2 separate regions of the Mus musculus genome follow, and region 2 is linked to region 1. A link is a contact called in public ChIA-PET data. All regions are on one chromosome and are shown on one strand. The core of a region is the stretch at or near the end of the contact, and the rest is flanking DNA. Distances in the headings are between cores, read along the strand shown.

Region 1 (5,869 bases), core at 1,864-4,363:
ATTTATCATTTAGGAGGAGTCAGTTCATGAGCTATTGGTTGAGTAGATGCAGTAGGAGCACAGACTGAACAAACTCACTCACACATGGCCAGAAAGAGAAGAGGGAGAGGAAGGGGTCAGTGGTCCCATTGTTCCCCAGTGACTTCTCCCAACTGGCCCAATGTCTTATAGATTCTATCAGGTTCCAATGGCATCACTGTAACATCTAGGGGATACGTACAGTCTACACTGTGACATTTTCTGATAAAGTGGCAAGATACCTTCACCCTTTAGCAGTGCCAGCTATACTCCCTTCACCCACTGGGTGCTGCACCCTTTCCCAGGTGTGCACTGACATTTTAATTTTTTACTTATACTGAAAATACAATACATTTCATACAATATATCCAGATTATGGCTTTACTTCCGCCTACGTCTCCCAGTTCCTCCCTATCTTTCCTCCCACCCAGACTCAGACCCTCGCAGATCCTTGGTAGAAAACAAACAAGCATATAAAGAACAATAACAAAATACAATAAGCTAAAACAAAGCAAACCAGTAGGGATAGCACAAAACGGGGGAAAAAAGACCCAAAGAAAAAGCACAAGAGGATGCAGAGGCACAGGTTTGCATACACGCAATCCCATGGAGACATAAAGTGGGAAGCCAAAACTATATATGCAAAGGACCTATAAAGGTTTTTTTGTTGTTGTTGTTGTTGGTTATTTTATTTTATTTTTTAAAAAGATGCTCTGACTCAACATTATGAGACAAAGACCCTCCCCAAATGCCACTGAACTCATTTTTGTTGGCTGTCTACTTCTGAGCATGGGGCCTGCCCTTAAGAGTGTTTTGTTTCTTCAGTGAGACTCCCTTTGAGAAAAACTAATTTTTTTCAAATAGTTGGAGATAGATTTTGGGTCAGTAATGTGTACATTTCTCTTTTCAGCTCTGGGAGCCCACCTGGTGCGGACCCATGCAGGCCCTGTGCACGCTGCCGCAGTCTCTGAGTTTTTATGCGCATCTCTTGTGCTGTGCTTGGAAGGCCATATTTCCTTGTTCTCCATTCACTTTGGCTCACACACTTTCCACCTCCTCTTCCACCAAGTTCCATGAGCCTTGAGATTTGTTGTTGAGGGATTTGTTGGAGGCATCCCATTTATTGTGGAGGATTTCAAGGTCTCTTATTCTCTGCATATTTTCTGGCTCTGGGTTTCTGTATTCATTCCCATTTGCTAAAGGAGAAAGCGTCTCTGATGGCTGAGCAAGGCACTGATCTTACTCATAGATTCCCATGGGACTCTATTAACCAGCAACTCAATTAGATGTAGCCAAGTCCAGACTGGGAACTTTCTTTGGTAATGAGACATGTTCAGTTGGACTCTCTCCCGCCTATTATTTGGTGATATCATTTAAATCTCCATTATATATTTATATACAGTAGGAAGCTTCTACTATATTAGGATTCTCTATGAGCCCTCACATGGCCCTTAGTTTTAGCATCCCTCTCTGTATTTCCTCTCTTGCTCTCTCTTTCCTCCTTCCCCCATTTGATCTTCCCATTTCACTCCCCCATCTACAAGTCCATCCTTAACTATCTATTCTTATTCCTAGGAAGATACAGCCTTCCTCTCTACCTCCTTACTCTGTACCTAGCCTCAGTGATTATATGGTTTGTAATTTATCAATGACTTAACAACTAGCATCCACATATAGGAGGATGCATACTATATTTGTCTTTCTGGGTCTAGGTTAGCTCACTCAGGATGATTTTTCTAGTAACATGTATTTACCCATGAATTTCATGATTTCATTTTTAAACAGTGAGTGTAATAGTCCCTTGTGTAAATGTATCTCATTTTCTTTATCCTTTCATCTATTGATGGACATCTAGTTTTCTTCTAGTTTCTAGCTATTATGAGGAGAGCCACAAAAAAACAAAACAAAACAAAAAGTTAAAAAAAAAAAAAAAACAAAAACCAAAAGGAAACCATGGTTGAGCAAGTGTTTTTTGCAACAGAATGAAAGTTCCTTTGAGTATATACTCAAGAGTAGTATGGCTGGATCTTGAGGTAAACCCTTTCCCAGCTTCCAGAGGAACCTCCAGCCTGAGTTCCCTAGTTGCTGTACAAGTTTGGATGAATACTCTCCTTACTCTACATTGCTGCCTGCATGACTTGCTATTTCTTATATTGATCTTGGCCATTCTGTCTGATGTGAGATGAAATCTCAAAAGTGTTTTGATTTACACTTCCCTGATGACCAACGATGTTAACCATTTCTTTAAGGGTTTCTCAGTCATTTGAATTTCTCCTTTTGAGATTTCTGTTTAGATCTATACACTATTTTTAAATTTGGTTGTTTTCTTGATGTTCAGGTTTTTTTTTTTTTGAGTTCTTTATATATTTTGGATATTGATCCTCTGTAGAAGGTGGAGTTGGTAAAAAATGTGTAGCCTGTACCTTTGAATGGTGGTGTCCTTTGGTGTACGTAGCTTTTTAGTTTCACTAACACATTAACTGTTGATCTGAGTACATATGCGAATGGAATTCTGTTCAGGAAGTCTTTTCTTGTGCTAATGACTTCAAGACTATTGTACATTTTGGTCCTCTGGAACCTAAGTGCTGCCAACTCTTTCAACATAGACTAAGCAACATAGAAACTCACCCGTTAAGTCTTAACAGAAAATGTCCAGCGGAATGGAGGAGAAAGGCAGCTTGTGTCTTGCCAAGAGAAAGTGATGCCTCATATGAAGGTATGAATGATACTCTTGGCTCATATCCCAGCTTCTAGACCGCAGGGCCCAGCACTGCTCAGTCATCTCTGCTCATTTTCACTTTCGGTCTGGAGGAGCTAGGAGTAGAGACACCTGCTGACGTGTTTCAGCTGCCAGATCTAAGGGTTTTTACAGCTCTAGTTATGGGCAGCATAGCTGAGGTCTCCTACACACATATTTTAGACTACTAAAATCAAGAATTACACATTCTGGAACTTAAACCTGAATTTATTTTCTCAGTCCTGGAGACTGGACGTTAGGGGTCAAGGTAGGGTTGGCTAGGGCTTGGTAGGGTTGGCTCCATCTGAGCTGCTCTCTTCAGTTTGTGGGTAGCCATTTCTTTAGTCTTCACTGGTTCTTTCCTCTGTGACCTCATCTCCTGTCTTTATAAGGAGACAGTCACAATGGGTCAGGGCCTACTCTAACACTCCATTTTAACTCACATCTTCAAAGGCTTGTTCCATGTATACAGTCATATTTGGTAGTTCTGCATAGGACTTTGAAAGAGGCACAATTCAACCATCAGTGTATTTTCAGAGGGAACTTTACTCCATGTGCAGTGTCAGTCACATTGGTCATCTCCATGAGCTCATTCAAGCTCACTCTGCTCCCAGAGGTGGAAAGTGCCTTTTCTTGATGAATTTCCGGCCGGAAAAATCAGCAATAGTAGAAGAGAACCTTGGCTCAGTAATATATGGCTCCATTCTTCCAGAAAGCTGACTGTCTGTGTATTAATGTGCTAATTACTAAAATCTGGGAATGACAGGGCATCATAAGGAGCCAGAATCTGTGATGGAACAATATTCAGAACTTGTGCTACATGGATTTATTTGTTTGTTTGTTTTTAGAGATGTGTTAAATGTCAAGCTATTAGTTGCCAAGACAGAAGAATCTTTTTCCTCAAGTTTTTTGTTTTTTTTTTTTCTTTTTTTTTTTTTTCTGTAGAAATAGTGAAAGAACACCTTTCAACCCCTGGCTAGAATATACTTTTTATTATAGGATTTCCTTGAGGGAAGACTAATTTCCACTGGAAGAGATATCTTGTGTTTCCCAAGTTGGTGTTTGTTTTACATTACAAAAAGAGCCGGGCCTTGGTTTGCTTTGTTCCCACAGTTAATGAAAAAATAGCAAGCACAGATCTGCTGAGAGTCCGTTTAGAAGCCTGACCTTGTGTTGGAGGTGGGCAGGGTGCTGCTGGACTGGAGGAGTGGGGCACATCTATGGCTTGGGCCCCTGCTTTTCTGCCGCATTATAAGCCTGTATTTCTAAGACTGCATCTGTGAAATAACTGCATCAGAAAGCATGAGCACTGTTTTAAGCAAAGGGAACAATTTTCCTCTGATTGCACTGTCCACCCAATGTCCTCAGTTAACTGTGGCACGAGCACTGGGAAAGGTTTAGTTCTGACCTCTCTCCACTCTCCTGGGCTGGGTCTTGACTGACAGCGTTTTATTAGTGGTCTAGTCACTTCCCGATCAAGCTCAGTCCTGCCTCTGAAGTCTCTCTGACCCTGTGTGTTCAGGTACACGTTCCCTGAAATGGTGGCCACTGTTTACCTGTACACACGAGCTACTGCTAGTGCAATCAGAACGTGATCCTCACCAGGACCCAGCAGGCTTATTGAGTCCATGTAGCAGGACTCAATGAGCCTGCTCTTGCTCCTTCGCCTGCTTGCTGCGTGAGACTGAGTATCTGCTAGACTTCCATTCACAGCTGCGACTGAACCATTGTTGGGAATTGGGCTGCCAACTGTAAGTCATCAATAAATTCCTTTACTATTTAGAGACTATCCATAAATTCTGTGACTCTAGAGAAACCTGACTAATACAGAGTAATAGTAGAATAGACCTTTTGACCCACTATTGTGAGGTAGGTCATGTCCTAAGATTTCCCTGGGTTCTAAAGGGTCCATGCTTGAAGCACTGTGTGGTTGCTTCTTTGTCTTCCGAGCGAGGATCTAGGTTTAGAGAGGTCTCACTTTTTAGTCACACAGCAAGCCCAGCATTGAGGCTCCAGAGACTGTCTACCTCATGTGCCTTCTGCTTCCTACCTGCGTTATTTCATACACACACACACACGCTGTGTCTGGCCTGTCCTGCAGTTTGAACACAAAAGCTTGGCTCCTTCCGTTGCCTTCCCAAGCTGCTACATTACGCTGTGTAGTCTCAGTCTCTGCAGTCCATGCTTTGCAGCAGCAGCTGCCAGGATGTCATTCCTAAATAATAGCTCTGACCTTGGAACTCTGGCTCAAGAATTTCACTAGAAAGACACACTTTGAGCTCTCTGGTGAAATAGAGGAATGGATCCCTAGACCAGAGCAAATGGCAGGTTATTTGATTACCGTGCACAAAGAAAACAGCCTAAGGAGAACCTATGCGTGCCGAGAATCCAGGAAGAGCAAAATGTCTATGCATATACATATCTTTACACACAATACTACACTATGGGGCTCACTTAGGGGCCGTTGGTTTGAAAGGGAGTCTGCACTAAATTGGAATATTGACAAAACCCTTGCTAGATTATTTCTGAAATACTTTTCTTTGGTTGATGCATTGTGACTTGATGCCTCACTAAGTGACAGCTCTGATCCCCAACCTAGCTGTTCTCCTAGTGGTTTGGCAGAGGCATTGTGACCCTTTGCAGTTAAGCACACAGAGTGAGCTCCAGGATTGCAGGATAATGAATGGAGCCTGAGCTCCAGGAGTCTGCTTCCGTGACAGATGTGGAAGCTGGGCTTCCTTCCTAACACACATGGGACGGGGTCCATAAGGAGACCTTTTGAGGTTGAAGGGGATTGGATGGTTGAGGTGCTCCATATGACCTGTGCACAGCACAATACATATTCAGGAAAGGTAAATGTAGCTGTCATTTGGACAGAGTAGGATGAGAAGTAGCTGCTCTGCTATAGAAAGACCTATAGTGTACGAGAGCCCACACTGAACAATGGTATGCATTGGGGCTCTTCAGACTTTATGGTGATGTGGCTGTGGTTTGGAGAAAGCGATGGCCCCTGCTGTGCATTTTATTCCCCCCTTTCGTCTCTCTTGCTAGCCTGAGAAGTTGACAGAGCAGGGCTGGTGTGGGGGGAGAGTGGGAGGAGGATAGGAGCATCTA
Region 2 (5,869 bases), core at 1,773-4,272, 300 kb before region 1:
CTAGATTATCACTTATTAGAAATATCTGGGATGCCAGCAACTCTCTGACCTATACTGTTTTCATTTATGTGACAACTCCCAATAAATTAACATGACCGGAACAATGGTAAGACACTGACATTTCTCACAATAACAGCTTTGGTCACCCTGGTTTGGATGAATCTCCCAATTCTTGGACCTTGGCCTTTGCTGCTTCCCTGTTCTTATCTGTACCCAGATTTCTGTGGCCAGACTTGTTACCCTTATAATGACTTGCTTCTTGAAGATATTTTGAAAACATTAAAAAGAGAAACATAGAGGGGTTTGAAATAAGGTTATGTGAGGTTATAATGAATTTGTGACATAGGGACATCTGGCCTTGATTGATATTTCTCAAGAAGGCAATTTGGAATGTACACAAATGTGGGAAGGAACATTGGGATGCCAGTGGCCTTCCTCAAATTCTAGAGAATAGTTGGTGTAAAAGATATTCCCATATCTCAGATTTTTATTTCTGAAGAAAAATAGTATTGTTGTACTTTACATAACCTTGAACATGTTGGCCTACAAGTCAGACTTCCTTGCTGACTGTAAATGTGTCCTGTTATCAAAACAGCTGTAAGAATAAAATATGACCCTTGTGATGCCATGTACTCATGGGCTGGGTGGCCTTGGCTTCCTTGGTTTCCTGGCTCAGCTCTTCAGCATTAATCAGAAGTGACTTAGCTGACTTCTCACATTGTAATTGTCAAGGGGTTATTTAGAAGAGGGAGTCATAGGAAATGTGATGAAAGAAGAAATGAGATGATATACATGCTGGTGAACTACTATGTGCAGATGCCAGAAAACCCTGGATGCAGACCCTTCAGGGAGAACAGAGCTTCTAATTCTCTTCTTGCTTTGAGACTTACAGATGACATGTATGTTCTTTGGTGCCACAGCCACCAAAGTATGCTACAAAACTGTGCTAAGTCCGCAGAAAATCATGAATATAGTTTTATGTTGGCCTCCTTCCCTCCTCAGCTACTTCCTTTCCTTTCTTCCCCTTCTCTCTTTTTCTTTCTTCCTCTCTTCCTCTCTTTCATTCATTCATTCATTCATTCATTCTTTCTTTCTTTCTTTCTTTCTTCCTTCCTTCCCTTCTCTCTCTCTTTTTCTTTCTTTCTTTCTTTCTTTCTTTCTTTCTTTCTTTCTTTCTTTCGTTCGTTCTTTCTTTCTTTCTTCTGTCATTCTCTCTGTCTCACTTCTCTCTCTCTCTCTCTCTTTGTCTCTCTGTCTCTCTCTCTATCATTTCTTTCATTTCTAAATATTGTCCACTAACACTTAGTAATTTCAACAGCCTGACATTAGCAATAGCAACCAAAGCAAACTCTCCAACCCCAGGAAGGAGTAACTTACATTACCAAATTTAATATACATTTAAAAAATTTATTTATTTATTTAAAACATATATTTAGAAAACACACACATATACATGTATATATGGCAAGGAAATACTGAAGGGATTCTGCAAAGAAAAGAAAGCATTCATGTTGTATAGCAAGAGTGCTATGATTACCACCATCTGAGGGGGTGCTAAGCTTGAGTCTGTGGGAAAGGACACACATTCAGCTTCTGATGAGTAATCATTTGTTGTTAATGTTGAATAGGGACAAACTATTCAATTCATCACTTCTAAGAATTGACAGTCAAGGGTCCCTTTTGTCTTCTCATAAACAATGGGGCATCTTGAGATTTCCAGTCCTGCTACAGGAAATTGGGCTTTATTACAGCAGGCCATTCCCCTGGATATGTATATGGAGGATGAAGAGCCTTTAATCATTAATGATGTTACTAGCATAGCAGGGCTCAGGTTAGGGTTCACCACATCTCTTTCTCTGTCCTTCAGATTGGGTGTTTCTCAGAGACTGAGCAAATAACTCTTCAGAAGGCAGGGAGAGACCACAGAAAAACTTCAGGAATGTCAAATAGTTGGTAGGTGTTATCTGTATTCAGCAACTACTTCTGCCCTAGGCAATGAGATTCATGACCAGACAAATCAGGTGATCTCTCTGTTGAACAGTTTCCTTTTTTAAAAAAGAAATGATAGAAAGAAAGAAAGAAAGAAAGAAAGAAAGAGAGAGAGAGAGAGAGAGAGAGAGAGAGAGAAAGGAAAGAGAGAGAGAAAGAAAGAGAGAGGGGGGAGGGAGGGAGGGAGGAAGGAAGGGAGGGAGGGAGGGAGGGAGGGAGGGAGGAAGGAAGGAAGGAAGGAAGGAAGGAAGGAAGGAAGGAAGGAAGGAAGGAAGGAAGGACTTCTAAGCATGATTTCCTTAGGACTGTAGTGATACTAAACTGAATCACTCCCAGCCAAATCCTTAGATCTGGAGGCCACTCCTAAGCGTATATACTCCCAGAATCACTGCCAGTGATAGCTTTAGTGCTACCAGCTAGGAATTTTCACCTATGCCTACAAAATTCTAAGGGAAAAAAATCACAATCCTCATTTGTCATCAGGGATTCTAATTGCATGATCTCATATTTACACTATTATGAGACTACAGTGTAAACTTCGTTAGATTCAAGTACCACCATGAACTGTAATATTCTCAGAACTTGCTAATTGGATCTTCCTAAGCAATAAAATCAGTCATCAGAGGAATATCATCAAGTAAATCTTTCAAAGGTCTTAAATTTTATGCAGCAACTTGAAGCATTTGTCTGCTGGTTTTTGTTTGTTCGTTTTTGGTATCTGTTTGTTTTGGGTTTTTACTTGAGAAGGCAAATGGTTTAGGTTCAGTTGTGGAAACCCATTATTTAGAAAAAAAAAGCAGCTATAATCATTGAAGCAAAATGTTACTGGAAACCATTACATTACTCTGACAGACTTAATTCACCTCACATTGTTACAAGGAGCTCACTAGAGATGACCACTCAGACACAATTGAAAGTCTTTATTCTAGCTGACTGGAACCACACCCACAAGTTTGGGGTGTACCCTTGAGTGTCCAAAACACGAGGTTTTCAAAGGCAGAAACCACTTCCTGGCATCTCACCCTACAGCTTCATGGGGCTTCTCAGATGTGCTTTGAAGCAAGCAGTTTTAGCAGAAACTTAGTGGTTAATTGCAGTAGGTGCCACACAAACAGGCAGTTTAACAAAAGCAGAGATAAGTTAGTTATGACATCCTGACCAACATTTGGATCCTAGACTAGAGTTGTGCAATTTTCCATGGGATTCCCCTTCAAGGAGATCAAATTCTAGTTAACTATGAAATGACCTCAGCAATAATACAAAATGGAGGAACCTCTGGATTGTCACGGCATGATTATCTCCAGTTGTGTCTGTTTTCCTGCAAATGTCGTGACTTCACTCTTCTTTGTGGTTAAAAACTTTTTCCTGTATGTGTGTGTGTGTGTGTGTGTGTGTGTGTGTGTGGGTGTGGGTGTGTGTGTGTGTGTGTGTTTGTAGTTTTTTGAGACAAGGTTTCTCACTGTAACCAGCCCTGGCTTTCCTGGACTTGTTTTGTAGATCATGCTGGCCTTCAGCTCACAGAGATTCATCTGCTACCCTTCAAATGCATGTGCCACCATGCCTGGCTCTATCTATTTTTTCCCCTGTTTTTTTTAATTTGTTCTTCTGCCGAGGGACACCAAGGTTGGTTCCATAACTTAGCTATTGTTGACAATGCTACACTAACTATTGATGTGTGCATTACCCTGTGATGTATACATCACTACCTTTGTTATCATTTGTTTCCTTGACTGAGGTGATGTAGACTCTTAATGTAGTTTTAATTTGCATTTTCCATGATAGCAAGTGGAACTGAGCATGTTCTCTCGTGAGTTTATTGGCCGATTTTACTTTGTCTTTTTTTTTCCATTTTTTATTAGGTATTTAGCTCATTTACATTTCCAATGCTATACCAAAAGTCCCCCATACCCACCCACCCCCACTCCCCTACCCACCCACTCCCCCTTTTTGGCCCTGGCGTTCCCCTGTACTGGGGCATATAAAGTTTGCGTGTCCAATGGGCCTCTCTTTCCAGTGATGGCCGACTAGGCCATCTTTTGATACATATGCAGCTAGAGTCAAGAGCTCCGGGGTACTGGTTAGTTCATAATGTTGTTCCACCTATAGGGTTGCAGATCCCTTTAGCTCCTTGGCTACTTTCTCTAGCTCCTCCATTGGGAGCCCTATGATCCATCCATTAGCTGACTGTGAGCATCCACTTCTGTGTTTGCTAGGCCCCGGCATAGTCTCACAAGAGACAGCTACATCTGGGTCCTTTCAATAAAATCTTGCTAGTGTATGCAATGGTGTCAGCGTTTGGATGCTGATTATGGGGTGGATCCCTGGATATGGCAGTCTCTACATGGTCCATCCTTTCATCTCAGCTCCAAACTTTGTCTCTGTAACTCTTTCCAAGGGTGTTTTGTTCCCAATTCTAAGGAGGGGCATAGTGTCCACACTTCAGTCTTCATTCTTCTTGAGTTTCATGTGTTTAGCAAATTGTATCTTATATCTTGGGTATCCTAGGTTTGGGGCTAATATCCACTTATCAGTGAGTACATATTGTGTGAGTTTCTTTGTGAATGTGTTACCTCACTCAGGATGATGCCCTCCAGATCCATCCATTTGGCTAGGAATTTCATAAATTCATTCTTTTTAATAGCTGAGTAGTACTCCATTGTGTAGATGTACCACATTTTCTGTATCCATTCCTCTGTTGAGGGGCATCTGGGTTCTTTCCAGCTTCTGGCTATTATAAATAAGGCTGCTATGAACATAGTGGAGCATGTGTTTACTTTGTCTTTTTTACAGTCGATTGTACATTTTAGTATCCTGTATATTTGTCGAGTTGTTTGATTTCTTGTTAGTTATTTTAGATCTTAGTATATTCTAGATAGTGATATTAAAATGAATAAAAACCCCAAGCAAAAGAATGGAATCAGTAGTGGCCCAGGCCTTTAATCCCAGCACTCAGGAGGCAGAGGCAGGTGAATTTCTGAGTTCGAGGCTAGCCTGGTCTACAAAGTGAGTTCCAGGACAGCCAGGGCTACACAGAGAAACCCTGTCTCGAAAAAACAAAAACAAAACAAAACAAAAAAAGAATGGAATCGCTGGCTTAGGTGGAGAGCAAACACTCCACTCAAGCTGATTCAATAACTTTGGCTAAGGGACCAGCCCTGGGAAGATGGGCTGACCTTTTGCCAAAACTTAGAATACTTAGTTCTCTAGTGAGATACTATACTCTTTCCCAGAATGTTCCCTCCCTACTGCTGAAGATTATGTACTGCAGCCATGCAGGGTTTTTGCTATCTTTTCTAGGCATGTTTTTCTTAATAGTCCTGGTTTCCCTTACCCCAATATTTTTGGGCTTCTTTAACATGCAAGAAAAATAATATAAGAAGTTAAAGGGCAAAGTAAGAATAAGAACTCAGCCCCACTTCTACAGAGAGGATTATACAGTCCCTAAGACCCTGTCCCTAAGACCCTACCACATAGCGTCTGAGGGTGCAGGAGAATGTGGTACAGACTCAGTGCTCGGTTTTTGTAACTAATAACCAGAAACCCAGAGGGCATGGCTTTTCCAGACCCAAAACCAAGTTTTCTTGTTAAACTTCTTTTCAAAACTACAGGGTGGGAGAGAAGACAATTGTGTGATTTTACAACATTTGTGCTCCAGGATGTGTATCCCAGGTTAGGGGCTTTCCAACATTCCACAGGCAATATATCTGGAACCTTGCTCTTGTTCAGGGTCCTGGTTTAGGGGAGAGTTTCCCCTTATTTCTCTTTCTCTGTAGTCTTCCTCTACACCCTGTGGCTGCTTGTTGGCCAACATGTCTGGCTTCTAGGACAACTTCAGAGGTGTGGATTTTCCCTTCCCTCCTGCATTCTCCCCTGAGCAGCA

What was found. ChIA-PET counts read pairs in DNA pulled down with a chosen protein or histone mark.
Region 2: a contact with region 1 is called in an RNA polymerase II ChIA-PET map of memory CD8 T cells, with 43 read pairs. The contact joins two enhancer-like sites. A contact is called at or near these places in 1 of 15 datasets of contacts at CTCF or cohesin (the NIH/3T3 cell line), 2 of 484 Hi-C or Micro-C datasets (cumulus cells and memory CD8 T cells) and 2 of 115 datasets of contacts at active chromatin or transcription factors (effector CD8 T cells and memory CD8 T cells).

Annotation. Positions count from the first base shown.
Region 1 is chr7:58,747,333-58,753,201 of GRCm38.p6, forward strand. The region is part of intron 2 of Atp10a (ATPase, class V, type 10A); the gene reads left to right. Among named protein-coding and RNA genes, the nearest start is that of Gm39019, 19 kb to the left of the region's middle. Within about 2 kb of position 3,114, at least 98 of the 459 cell types and tissues checked have an H3K27ac peak or open chromatin away from gene starts, as enhancers often do. A contact at or near this core is called in memory CD8 T cells, where this site is marked.
Region 2 is chr7:58,445,804-58,451,672 of GRCm38.p6, forward strand. No RefSeq gene overlaps it. Among named protein-coding and RNA genes, the nearest start is that of n-TEttc7, 49 kb to the left of the region's middle. Within about 2 kb of position 3,023, at least 42 of the 459 cell types and tissues checked have an H3K27ac peak or open chromatin away from gene starts, as enhancers often do. A contact at or near this core is called in memory CD8 T cells, where this site is marked.